Linked DNA regions of Zea mays: regions 2 and 3 are each linked to region 1. A link is a contact called in public Hi-C data. All regions are on one chromosome and are shown on one strand. The core of a region is the stretch at or near the end of the contact, and the rest is flanking DNA. Distances in the headings are between cores, read along the strand shown. Region 1 holds the start of LOC100286290. Region 2 holds the start of LOC100279405. Region 3 holds the start of LOC103641415 (cleavage and polyadenylation specificity factor subunit 6).

Evidence for each region. A called contact is a pair of places that touch in the nucleus more often than the background predicts.
Region 2: a contact with region 1 is called in a Hi-C map of endosperm, with 2.5 times the contacts expected there. The contact joins the promoter of LOC100279405 here to the promoter of LOC100286290 in region 1. A contact is called at or near these places in 3 of 25 Hi-C or Micro-C datasets (bundle sheath, ear and endosperm).
Region 3: a Hi-C map of endosperm shows a contact between it and region 1, with 1.8 times the contacts expected there. The contact joins the promoter of LOC103641415 here to the promoter of LOC100286290 in region 1. A contact is called at or near these places in 2 of 25 Hi-C or Micro-C datasets (endosperm and leaf).

What each region holds. Positions count from the first base shown.
Region 1 is chr1:186,693,076-186,697,458 of Zm-B73-REFERENCE-NAM-5.0, reverse strand. LOC100286290 reads left to right here and starts at 2,095. Exons shown (of 1, transcript NM_001159177.2): 1 at 2,095-3,001. The coding sequence starts at 2,274. The coding sequence ends at 2,882. LOC100381393 reads right to left here. Exons shown (of 5, transcript NM_001174235.2): 5 at 4,378-4,383.
Region 2 is chr1:186,417,932-186,422,314 of Zm-B73-REFERENCE-NAM-5.0, reverse strand. LOC100279405 reads right to left here and starts at 2,597. Exons shown (of 1, transcript NM_001152417.2): 1 at 1,046-2,597. The coding sequence starts at 2,325. The coding sequence ends at 1,366.
Region 3 is chr1:186,963,876-186,968,258 of Zm-B73-REFERENCE-NAM-5.0, reverse strand. LOC103641415 (cleavage and polyadenylation specificity factor subunit 6) reads left to right here and starts at 2,313. Exons shown (of 2, transcript XM_008664770.4): 1 at 2,313-4,375. The coding sequence starts at 2,430. The coding sequence ends at 4,208.

The sequences.
Region 1 (4,383 bases), core at 846-3,345:
GAAAATACAGTAAGATAAAATTTGTAGATACCTAAAACAATACTCAGTGGATCCGCAGTGCTGCCATAACCTTCATGCATTTCTACTCCATTTGCTTCATGTTCTATTTTTTATAGAAAATATTTTGCCATCTATCTATTCAATGATGACGCGCGTACGAATCTCTTATCATTTTCCATTTATTTCTCGTGTGGATAAACACTGATCTCGTTGGCAAACATCCAGAAAAAAAATGACATCCGCTGGACGTCTATAGAAAGCGCGACGCCATGACCTTCTCATCCGCGATGAGGAATGGTGGCACAGGGAAGTGAGGACCGGACAGCAGGAGCAGGAGCCACACCAATGATCGGACGCTCTCGCAAGCCTTCTGTCGTACCCAGAAAGCGCGGTGCAGTAGCCTGCTCGTCCGCGACGAGGACCGGCGGCGCAGGAGAATGAGGGCCAGATTATGGGAGTAGGAGCCACACCGAGGATCGGACAGATCGGAGCTAGCGAGGCAGGGGTGGCCACAACCGCTATCTCGTCAAGACGCGGGAGAGCCGACGGGAACAACTACTATTTTCTTGAGCTCATGGTGAATAACCAGCGACCATAGCGTAGCCGGATGACCAACGCGATTATGCGACATTGGGAAGGGATCAAGGGAGTGAAAGGGGGGAGAAAGAATGAGTATTACCTTCAGAACGGTCGCCAGGAAGAATGCGAAGACGATGAGGCTGCCTGTCGTGTTCGTCAGCTGAGCAACATTCTAGAGAACGTGAGGCTCCCAAGGACGGCAAATAAGACGGGGCAGTGAACAACAGCTGGATGGCAGGATTTGCATTGTGGAGAAGCAATAAGACGAAGTAAAGGAATTCTGAATGACGTGGCCTAGCTAGTTTGCAAGCTAGGGTCCCTGGTTTAATATATAGGAATATATATACACACACAAAAACGCATCTAAATTATGCTTTCGTACAAATTAGTAAACCGGCCAAATTCAACAATGAAGCTCTGTATAATTAGTAACTCAATGAGATGAGCTACTAGTGTTAATATAATTCGTGGTCATAGATAGATAGCCAGAGTACCCCTTCCATAGCTATTATTTTAAATCAGAGTGAGTGTACATATTACTCTTTAATCTCTAGTAGCATATAACTTGTGGTAACGATAGGGGTGGCGGGATCGTGGGGATGAGAGATGAGGATTATCTAAATAATATTGTCTATTAAATTTAAGTGAGTAAATGAGAGAGAATTATCCAGTGATTTGAACCGTTTGTTTTGATGGTGTGTAATTCGTTTGATGGATTTAATAGAGGCTATATGTGTAGGAGTGATTTTGTTAGGTGGAAATTTCAAAATTTAAATCGGTGGATTATACGATGGTATAGATTATCCATAATTCGAGTATGGCCTAACAATGTTTGTAGGAGAATGGACAAGAACCTCAATCAGCGAAAAGCTTCATGGCCCCCCCTGCCTATTAGCTTTCAACCTTTGCACCGATCGAGCGGCCACTTGGATGGCGTCACCACCTTCCTCCTCCTCCTCCTCTTTTTGGCAGTCTCAGCCACAAATAATGCGAGCAACTTTAATCTGTGGGCAAATATAATTAATGGACATTGCTTTGCATACGACTCCCTCCCTCCCTCCCTCGCTGTATATGATCGATGAACAAGGACAGAGCGCCACATCCGATTAGCTTTGATGTCACTGTATGTGTGCCAGTCACCATATATAAAGTAGTGCACCCTCCCAGCAAAAGATTTCTGCATAAATTACGCCCTACATGCGTGCAATTAATAATAATCTTTACTCGACAAGTTAAAAGTGGTAACCGAAAGCAGGAGAATACAAAAAAAGGCAAGTTAAATAGGAGTATTCTCTTGGGAATTGAAAATAGGATAACAAGCTAAGTGTTGTGTACGTACAGGAACAGGAGAAAGGATCTACTTACAAATTTAAGCCAAGCACATGCCACCAAACTCTACTCGATCGATCCACAAGATTCTCAAAACTAAAAAAGAGAGAGAGAGAGAAAAATGGTTAGAATATAAAAATGCATGCACAGCTATAATATGGTGGACCATAGCGAAGTCTTCTCTCCAAGTCTCAGACGGGATGAGAGTATAGAGCTGTGTGCCTGACTATAAAAGGGGCCTCACCAACCCAGGCCTAGCAAACCAAACCAAACCAAAGCATCACAAGCAAGCAAGTAATATAAGCACTAACTAGCAAAGAAGAAGAGAACCCCGTCGAGCAAGACTAGAAGAGAGAGCAATAATCATGTACCACCACCATTTCCATGGCGAGGTGGCTAGCCTCCGCTTCCTGTCCCCTCCGAACGTCTCGACGTCCTTCGCGGCGCACCACCACATGAACATGGCACTGCCGCCTCCATCCTACTTCCAAGACGACGACGCTACCCTTGCAGCCATCGACGGCGGTGACGCGGCCTGTTTTGATGAGCTTGACACCATCGTCGTCGTCCCGGAAGCAGATGCCGCAGCCGCAGCCCGCTGCCACCTCACCGGCAGCAACAATGGCGGCTTGTCGGACTCCGACCAGCTGCTGGACGCTGCTGTGATTATGGCGGCCGACGAGGAGCGCCGGCGCCGGCGGATGGTGTCGAACCGGGAGTCGGCGCGGCGGTCGCGCATGCGCAAGCAGCGGCAGCTCAGCGAGCTGTGGGCGCAGGTCTCGCACCTCCGCGGCGCCAACCGCCGCCTCCTCGACGACCTCAACCGCGCGCTCAGGAGCTGCGCCGACGCCCGCCGGGAGAGCGCCAGGCTGAGGGAAGAGAAGGCCGAGCTGACGAAGAAGCTCGAGCAGCTGCTGCAGGCGGAGAAGGGCTCGTTATCGGAGGCGGCCGAGCCATGCAAGTCGTATTGCTGAATGACCAAGAAGATGGAGTTAATTAATTATCATCCGCCCGGGCGACCCAGTTTTTAGTCGAGAGGAGTTAATTATTTATATCTCGATAACTAATAAGAACATGCATGTGTGATGATCAAGCTAATTCTGTTCTATCTAGGGAGTTTTGGTACCCTAATTAAGGATAAGGATAAGTTAACGAGGATACTCCTATCATGGTATTACTACAAACATTGGCTAACGGGGCAACATCAGCAGTGGAAAAACGACAATGAAAGAACGAGAGCGACAGCCATAAGATGGAAGTGGAACCGTGCGGTTTTTTTTAAAAAAAAAAAACTGATTAATGGACTGCATATGCTGCAATCTATTTCAGTACGTACAGCATCAGAAGCAGAGCCTGTATCAGTATCAGACAAGTTTCAGTATATGTGTATCAAACAATCTTGTCTTGAACCGAACCACCAACATCCTATCCCATTCATTGAGATGCTTGTCGCACAGGATTCCAGTGAACCTAAATTCTGTGCATGCGCATGCGCATGTGCTGCATCACAAATATCTACGCCTATAATATGTTCTGTTCATCCAAAGGGAACATCAGATCAAGCTAGGACTGCTCGTTCATAGTAGCTTCTATTGGAGGCATGGCTTATGAGCTCATACACAGCTTCTCTCAGTTGCAGCAAAAAAGAGGCATTTCTCAGTCATCAAATGTAGATGTGAGCTATGCTATGCATGGCCAGGAACTCTTGACAGAGAGCAACAAGCCGCATAAAATCCAGTTGACCAGAAACGAGAGAGAAAAAAAATATGTGTGGCTCAAGATAGGAACGGCCCCTGGCACTGAGATGAGAGCAGAGCAAAACAAATGCGAGTGCAAGTGCGGCATCAGCTCAGGCTGTACGTGTGAACACGGGGGGAGTCAAAGGTCAGCAACCTGCGCGAGATGCTCACATCACAGGGCCCAAGCAACAGTGAACAAAAGACACCAGGCGCCGGTGGAAGAAGCACCAATGCACCATCATCCACCATGCCATGTCTCACAGTGCTGGCCATGGACCTGGAAGAAACAACTGGAAAGTACAAGAGGGCAGAGCACTTCAACAAACAGTCCCTCCCAGTCCCAGTCCCAGTCCCAGGAGGCGCCGTCTCACCTGCAACACCACAGTTGCATGAAGATAAGGAGTAGCTGATGCAGCTCAGGTGTGTTCACCCATCTGCTGCTCATCATGATTCCAATTACAGCCTGGAGCATTGCAATAATTGGCTCCATAGTGCTACGATCTTGGTACTGCAAACAGAATATCAGGAGACATGATGCTACTGCCCTAAAAATTACATCATTTCAGAAGAGAGGGAACCAGAAAATATGCAAAGGTCATGGATACGGCACCCATATCTCAGGTAAAAAGTTGAAACGTCCCTCAGGAGGAATAATATCGATATAGATATAGGCAAATGCATGGGTCTCAGTATACCTGTAAGCATGTCTACAAAACGAAAATTTGCCTTTGGTTCA
Region 2 (4,383 bases), core at 1,348-3,847, 280 kb after region 1:
CCTGGGAGAAAAGAGGTTATAGCTTTTGAATCACATCAGATTGTCATCAAAGAAATCCGATAAAAAAAACATGGTCACCATAACTGTAAGTGGTCAATAGTTGCAACTAACTCATGTTTGAAGCAACTGACCTAGCCTTTCTACTCCTAAAAACATATATCTAGCATAGAATTTTCTCAACGACAGCCTGTAGACTGCCTAGAACAAAGAGCATCATAAGAAAACATGAAGCTTCAGGCATAGCAAATACTTATCATACAATAATCAGCAGAGATTAATGCAACATACACATTCCCGAAGCTGTTCTTCGCATATGAACCACCATGGTGACCAACATACATGAAGAGGGAACCAGAATGCTTGAGTCTAACATGAGGGAAGTGATCATCATAATCACTGATTACCTCACACAAATAAACACCCATTTTTTATTTTAAAGAAAAACCAATATGTGATACATACCCCAAAGTTTGCAAGCACATGGGAATGGGACACCATCTAAATCATTCTGGTCCTTGTCTGTCATCACTAAAATCAAGGGTAAGCTTAATTAAACTTTTTTTATTCCACTTACTAAACTGCAATAACAGAAAGCCAAAGAAGCTAGAACAATCTAAGACCCCAAGGATTTACTGCACAGTGGGTTCATTAAACATTTCTTCATTAGCAGAAGTAATTATGACCCAATTGAAGTTAACAAGAGCTAAGCAGCTACAGTACAATATTAACCGGCAAAACTAAACAACATTTTTGGTGCTGCCAAATTCTCACCTGATTGGATTTATCGTTTTCGAACTTGGGGTAGAATGTGGCCCTGATTAGGACCTCCGTGAAGGTGCTGTTGTCCACCTCAAAGCCCGGGGCAGACTCGAAGAGTCTCGAGAGCTTTTCACTCGCAAAGTAGCGATGCCCGAACAGTCCCCCGCGAATGTAGCCCCTAGGCACCCACAGCTGCCCTAAAAAAACTATCGTCTGGCCTAAAATTATATCACAATGATATCGGCTATGAAGGCAATCAAATTCAGTGACAATCAAATGCACTAAGTTTTTTTAGCACTCATGAGCATATGCTAATCACAAAAAATAAAATTGGAATTAACAAGTGAACACAATGCAGACACCCGCACTACCAAAACCCAGCAACTTCACTGCATTAGCCTGCTGCACCGCCACCATTCACACGACATAAATAAAGTCATAAAACATAGGTTAGGAGAAGATGCTACTGCAAATCAGTCCTACCACCATATACCAACTGAACTGACTAGCCCTACTAGGAGTACAATCCAATTGGGATGGGATGCCTTCCCTGCTAGCAACAGCATCAGAAAAGGCATAACTAACAATCCAAGGTGCCAATTGCTGCTAGGAGTCTCCATGGTCCCTCCTGGCCTTCTTGGGCGGCAAGGCACAGGCGCCGGCGACCGTGTCACGGAGCTGGCGCTGAGCGTCCTGCAGCATCCTGGCGTGGCGGGCGTCCGCCTCCTGCCACCCTCGCTCGATCTCCCACTGCACCTCCATGCGCCGCCTCTCCAGCCGCATGACACCCTCGCCGAAATCCCTCAGCACAGCCGACAGCTGTGCGACGGGCCGCCCAGAGGAGCCGCGGCGGCGGGCCATCTCCATGGCCTCCTCTTCGTCGTCCTTGGCCTTGACCGCCGCGGCGGCGGCTTTGGCCTGGAACGCCTCATAGGCCACCCTCTTGCGCGGGGGCGCGATGGACGGCGTGATGGAAGGCGGCGGCGGGTGGAGCTGCAGCTGCGGGTGGCGCGGGGCAAGGCCGGTGCCGAATTCCCGGATGATGCCGTTGATGCTCCGGGTGTTGTTGTTGCGTGGGGCGAGTTCTTCCTCCTCCTCGTTTTCCTCCTGCACGTCTTCTTCCTCTTCCTCTTCCTCCACCTCCTCTTCTTCCTCCTCTCCTTCTTCGTCGCCGTCGGCGGCAGGCGGAGAACCAGTCGCGGCCGGGTAGGCGGAAGACGCGACGGCGAGTGGCCCCCGTTCGAGGCGATCCATGCGGCGGAAGTAGGGCCAGAGCGAGGTGACGGGGCGGGCGCCCTCGGTGCGGTAGCGCTTGCGGAGCTTCTCGAGCTTGTGGCGGCACTGGGTGCCCGTCTTGCGCTGGGCGACGACCCCAGGGGTGGCAGCGCAGCGGGCGGCGACCTCGGCCGCCACCTCCTCCCACTGGTGCGCCTTGAGCTGGCCGCGGCGCAGCGCCGTCCAGCGCTCCTCGTACGCGTCGATGAGGTGCGTGGTCTCGACGTGCGACCAGGGCTGCGCCGGCGCGCTCTTCCTCGCTAGCGGCGGCGGGGGAGGCTCCTCGGCCATCGTATGCCTGTCTACCCGCGGCCTCGGTCACGGGAGGCTCAGATCTAGATCTGGGGGCGGGCGGCGATAAGGGTGGGGGTGAGGACGAGTAGTTGGGGGGCGGGGGCGGCGGCGGTGGAGGAGGATAAGGCGGGGGCTGGGTATGGGTGGTGGGCGGTTAGGTTTTTTCTGGGCGGTGGGGGCTGGATGTGCCATCGGACGGGCGGGCGGCGGCGGGTGGTGGCGGCGGTGCGGTTCACGTGGACGCGAGCGGCGCGCGGGCGCGGTGGCTACCACCTACCAGTACCAGTGCCAGACTGCCAGGTTCACTCGCACGCAAACGAGACGCGGAAAGGATCGGTGGACTCTGAAACCATAGAAGGCCAGGCCGGTGTTGGGTGGTGGCGCCGGCCCAACTTTGGAAGGACAGCGGGAGAGAGGCCTGCTACTTCTACAGCTCAATTAGGCTTCGCAATCTGCTTTTACAAAACAAAAAAAAACAAGGACATGTTAATTCATACTAGCTACTTTGTCCTAAAAGCTACTTTTCCTCTGGCATACAAGCTCTCGCTGTCTTTCAGCGATTGTAGTTGCAGAGGTAGGAAACTTTGGAAATTTATCACTGTCCTCCACGCAAAGAACTCGAGAAGGCCGTGTCGACAAGCTCACAAGCACCTCACCTTCGGCACACGTGCATATGCATCCCCTTGCCTCTGTCTCTGTCCTCTCCTATCCTCGAAGGTGAGCACAACTGCACAACCCCCCGCGAGCGCAAGCCCCCTACCCTCTACAACAGACAGCGTTTCAAGACGAAAAAAGAAGACAAAATTCCTTCAATATCATCCAAACTTATACCAATCTATTCAATGCCATCAGAATTTATAGCTTCCCTTTAATGCCATCGAATTTAAACTTTAATACCATTATCGTTAGTTTAAAGTTAACGTCGTTAGTTCAATTTAAAGTCAATCTCTTCAATGCCATTAAAATCTATATTGATCCCTTCAATGCTACTAGAAATTGGTTCAATATATTTAGGGTTTAAAATTCTAAAATCAAAAAATATGGATCAGATTTTTAAAATTCCACTATTTTTAAAAACTTAAGTATATACTTTTTTGTAAACCCCCAAAATTACTTCGCTATATCAGTTTGTTTTTAAAAAAACTTAAGTATGGACTGAAGTTTTTAAAAATCGTGGAATTTTAAAAATCTGATCTATATTTTTTTGGTTTTGAAATTTTTAAACCCTAAATAGATCGAATCAATTTCTAGTGGCATTGAAGGGATCAGTATAGATTTTAGTGGCATTGAAGAGATTGACTTTAAATTGAACTAACAGCATTAGCTCCAAACTAACGGTAATGATATTCAAGAGATTAAAATTTAAATTTGATGATATTAAAGGGAAGCTATAAATTCTGATGGCATTGAAGGAATTGATATAAATTTGAATGGCATTGAAAGGATTTTCTTAGAAAAGAACTAGGCAGAGATGGAGAATACAAGAGAGAGGGACAAAGACAGATTGACAGGTTGAGTTGATTGACACATGAGATTCACGGATAACTACTTTTCCAAAACGGTACATGTGTGCAACAAAAATGCCTTCTTCAAAATTCATAAACTACACCAGCTTTTCTAAAGTCCCTAGCTCACGACAAATCTTTCAACAGCTATAGCTTAACCAAGCAGGGTTTTTTATAATGGAAACAAAAAGTTTTAGCCTCTTATAATCTCCTGCGATCAGAAAATAACAACAATCCTGTTAGAGAATTAAGCATTATCAGTTTTAATTTAATCCAGAAAACCAGTGTGTGACAACATGTATGTGCATGTATGTATCACTACTCACATAATCAGTAAACAACAGTAAACATGCACAAATACGAAGAACAAAGTGTATCATGCGGAGGAAACCGATGCTCAAGACATCAGTGGCTCCATTCACATAAGACATCTTGTGTATATGTTCGATGTAGTCGTACACAGTCGATGTAGGCAGATGTACGCAGTGCAATCTCTCAAACGACGCCGACGATAAGGAATCGAATCAGCATTGGTCAAGTGGGCGAGCAG
Region 3 (4,383 bases), core at 1,064-3,563, 270 kb before region 1:
CCTAAGGCACGGAGTAAGAGCGAATACTCCGCACGTGTCCTCCTGTCATCGGGGACGATGTCTGTCCCGGGGAGGGGAGTTGTGGTTGTGGTTCCTCGACCGTCCCCGGGTGGTACCGCCAGTTGAGGCCGTCGCCGACTCAGTTCTAGTGGCCTGGCTCTGAGCCGGGATGCCATGATCCGTGTCGTACTCCTCTCGGCGTCGAATCTCGTTCTCATGCCGCCGTTCGCGCGAAGCATTGATGGAGCTTCGCGCATCTCGGCGACTGTTGATGGCGTGTCGTAGATCGTTCGGTGGGTGAGCAAGCGGTAGAAGATGGTTGGCTGCCTGGGTGAACAGGCGTCGGTAGCCCTCAGCGTCGGGAGTCCGAGGAAGTCCATCAGCTATCCGAGCTAGTACCCCTCCGACTTCGCTCGGCGTGTTCATAGCTCGGGCGAAGTCGGGATTCAGGTTGCGCCCGAAGAATGGATTCTCCCGGCGTTGCCTTGCATCTTGCTCGGCTTGTTCCTGAGCCCGTCGGCGATCACATCGTCGGGAGTTCCTTCGCTCTCTGAAGACGCGTTCTTCCGGAGTCTCTCCTATCTCCGAGACCTCGTCTCGCGAGACAGGCTGCTCCGGATCTCGTTCTCCGGCCGCGTGATGTCGTCGAACGTTCCTGCGCCGATTCCTCCGTCGGCGGGATTCTCGTTGAGGCGGTTCTTCTCCGGGTGCGGTCGGCTCGTCGTCGGAGACGGTAGGCGACTCCACTCTCCCGATGAAGAGGACGTCGGGGTAGAATGGTGCTGCTGTCGTGGCGACCTTCTTTCCGTTCTCCTTTGAGGTCGGAGGAACGGAAAGAACAACTTGCTTCTCCCTGGTCTCCTTCTTCCTCGCGATCTGTGTCCATTCTTTTGTCGGGGAAGTAGACAGTGGAGTTTTCCGGGTCAGCAAGCCTTCGGCCCCCGACTTTCCGGAGACGATCTTTTTCCGAAGAGCTAGAGGTTGCGTTTCTTCGGCATTTTCGGAGTTCGTTGGAGGAGACTTCTTTTCCGGCGGATCCGCGATACGGTGTAGAATTCCCTCTTCATCCGCTACGGATGAGATTGTTCCGAAGCAGAATATGGATCCGGGACGCAGGGTGATCTTGTTGTAGAAGGTGACGGCCATTGAGCTAGCTTGGATCGTCGACACAGCCCCTACCTGGCGCGCCAGCTGTCGGTGTTTTGGGTCCGACCGCACACCCGGGGTTGCCCTTCAAGGTGTTTTTAGGAGTAGGACGGTGTCGACAACTGTAGCAAAATGGTTCGTGCCGATTGCACGAGGAACAGTGGACAAGGTTTACAGTTTCGGGCCGCTTAGAGATGTGTAACACCCTACGTCCTGGTGAGTATGCTTGGTGAATGTGGTTACAAGAGAGTTCTCTGGATTGAGAATGTAGAGAATTGACGTGGGTGGCTAAGTAATAGGGTCGATCGTTCTGAAGGGGTGCCCCCTAGGCCTTATATACTCGACCGTGGGGCAATACAAGTGGATATGATAACAACGAGTAGCTAAAAGATAGTGAACTGATTGAGTTTATCTCCATGTAATCCTGCCGACTTATCCTCGCATGGCTCCGCTGCATGGGGGCTCCAGCGCGGGAAAGTCGGATCTCTGTTGCGATCACTCGCTCGACGTTGTGGGCCATCCAGGTTTGCATCAATCTGGCCTCATGTCGCTCTGCTTTGCTGGTCGTCTCTCCCCAGGCCCACGAAAGAATGACCTTACGATTTATTGGGCCCTTGGGCCTTTCGTGAGGTCTTTTACTCTTTTAGTGGACCCGGGGGATATCCATCCCCCACAGTACCTTTTGTGCCGGTCTGCCTTTAATTCTCTTCGCAAACACACACTTGCATTTTTTGTTTAAGCAAGCGTGTATGGTGGTGCGTGCCTGATGACTAACGATGTACGACGGAACTTCTATCGGCAGGTGTGGCACGTGCTCTCTAATAATGAGACCATGCAAATCATGACATATATCGAAGTCTGCATGATACTGATGGTTGCAATGTAGTAGTGAAACAACTAAATTAAAATAACAAAATTTATGTATGGCTAGAATCACAAATGGATTATGAAATATTTTCTTATAACAATATAAGACACATTTTGTATATAAGTTATCATGGTATTATATGTTCCCGTTGCAACGCACGAGTACTGACCTAGTAAGAAATAAAGGCCTAACCCATCATCCATCTGCCGTCGCTTGGGCCCACGGCGCGCGCTCGTGCGGGACCGGGACGAGCGCGAGTGCTCCAGAAGTCGAGACTCGAGAAGCCGCAAGTGGGCTCTTCGGTCTCCGGCTCCAATTTCTATTTCTTTTACTATATATACTAAATATTATTTTCCATCTTCTTGCTCAGCTTCTTCCCCACCCACCCCCAATCTATTCCCTAACCCTAGTCGCCATGGACCGAGACGGCGACCCGGCGTTCCACCGGAACGAGGCCATCTCCGCCGTGCAGGACGTCGACCAGTACTACGGAGAGGACGACGATTTCGACGAGCTCTACAACGACGTCAACGTCGGCGACGTCTTCCTCCGCAACGCCCATCCGCCGCCGCCGCCCGCGCAGCAGAATCACCACCACCACCAGCAGCAGCTCCCTCCAACGCCCGCGCAGCAGAATCACCACCAGCAGCTCCCTCCAACGCCCGCGCAGCAGAATCACCACCACCAGCAGCAGCTCCCTCCTCCGCCCCTGTCGCAGCCGCTACAGGCCCCGCCTCATTCTCTCCCGCCGCCGCCGCCGCATGCTCCGCCCCAGCAGAAGGCCTACGCGCCTGCTGTTGCAGCGCCGGGTCCGAGTCAGCCGCCGCCTCAGACGAATCTCCCGCCGCCACCTTCTCATCCCCCATCCGCGTCCGTGCTTCTGCCGCCTCAGCACCACCAGGGCGACGGGTTCCACCGTCCTGGAGGGAACTACAGCGGTGGTCCTGTCGTTGTCGCCAACGGAGCCGGCTTTGGCGGGGGCGATGTCTCCGGCGGCACGACGCTGTTCGTCGGCGACCTCCACTGGTGGACTACCGACGCTGATCTGGAGGCTGAGCTCAGCAAGTATGGGACGGTGAAGGAGGTGAGGTTCTTCGACGAGAAGGCCAGCGGCAAGTCCAAGGGGTACTGCCAGGTCGACTTCTACGACCCTGGTGCCGCTGCTTCCTGCAAGGAGGGCATGAACGGCCACTCTTTTAATGGCCGTCCATGTGTTGTGGCATTCGCATCTCCCAACACTGTGCGTCGCATGGGCGAGGCGCAGGCGAAGTCCCAGCAGGCCTTGGCTGTACAGACATCATCACTGCAACCAAAGGGTGGTAGAGGGGGTGGTGGTTTCGGAATGCCTCATGCCGGTGGTAATTACAGTGGCGGACGTGGAGGTGCTGTATCAGGAGGCGGTGGTGGGAACTGGGGTAGAGGTGGTGGTGGTAGAGGCCCTATTGGTAATATGAGGAACAACAGAATGGGTCCGGCAGTTGGCCGTGGAATCGGGAATGGCATGGTTGCGCCGCCACCCCCAATGCTGCCTCAGGGAGGCATGCTGGGGCAGGGGTTTGATCCTGGTTATGGCGCCATGGGAAGGATGGGTGGTGGGTTTGGTAACTTCCCTGTTGGACCAGGTGCTGGGCCGTTTCCTGGGATGATGCAGCCATTTCCTCCAGTTGTTGCACCACACATAAACCCGGCCTTCTTTGGTCGTGGTGCGATGGGGGCTGGTGGGGTGGGGATGTGGCCTGATCCCGGCATGGGGGCTTGGGGTGTGGAAGAACAATCAAATTATGGGGATAATGCAGTGTCTGACCATCAATATGGGGAAGGGGGAGGCCATGGGAAGGAGAGGCCACCGGATAGGGAATGGTCTGGTGCACCAGAGAAGAGGCTGGACAGAGAGAAAGATATGCACCCTCAACAGGAGCAGCCGGAGAGGAGGCACCGGAATGAGCGTGACATGGGCCGAGAGAGAGATCGCAACTATGACAGAGACAGGGAAAGAGATCGTGACAGAGAGAGAGACCGAGACAGAGATAGGGACAGACACAGGGATGACAGAGATCGTTATGGTGATCATCACAGGCACAGGGACCGTGATTCAGAGCGTAATGAAGACTGGGACAGGGGGAGGTCATCTGGGAAACGCAGCAGGTCCAGGGAAGCTGACCATTCTAAACGTAGACGGATGACTGCTCAATAGTGTAGCTGGCTGAGCTACATCTAGTGTAGAGGCTATGACGTTCCAGGGCAGCGACCTCTTTGCACCCAGGCATTGTTCAGTAACAACCATCAACTGCTTACTGCTTGTAGCTGTGATGGCTTTCACTGCATATATCTCCGCGGTCTGTTGTAGCAATAATTTGAGATGTAAGTTA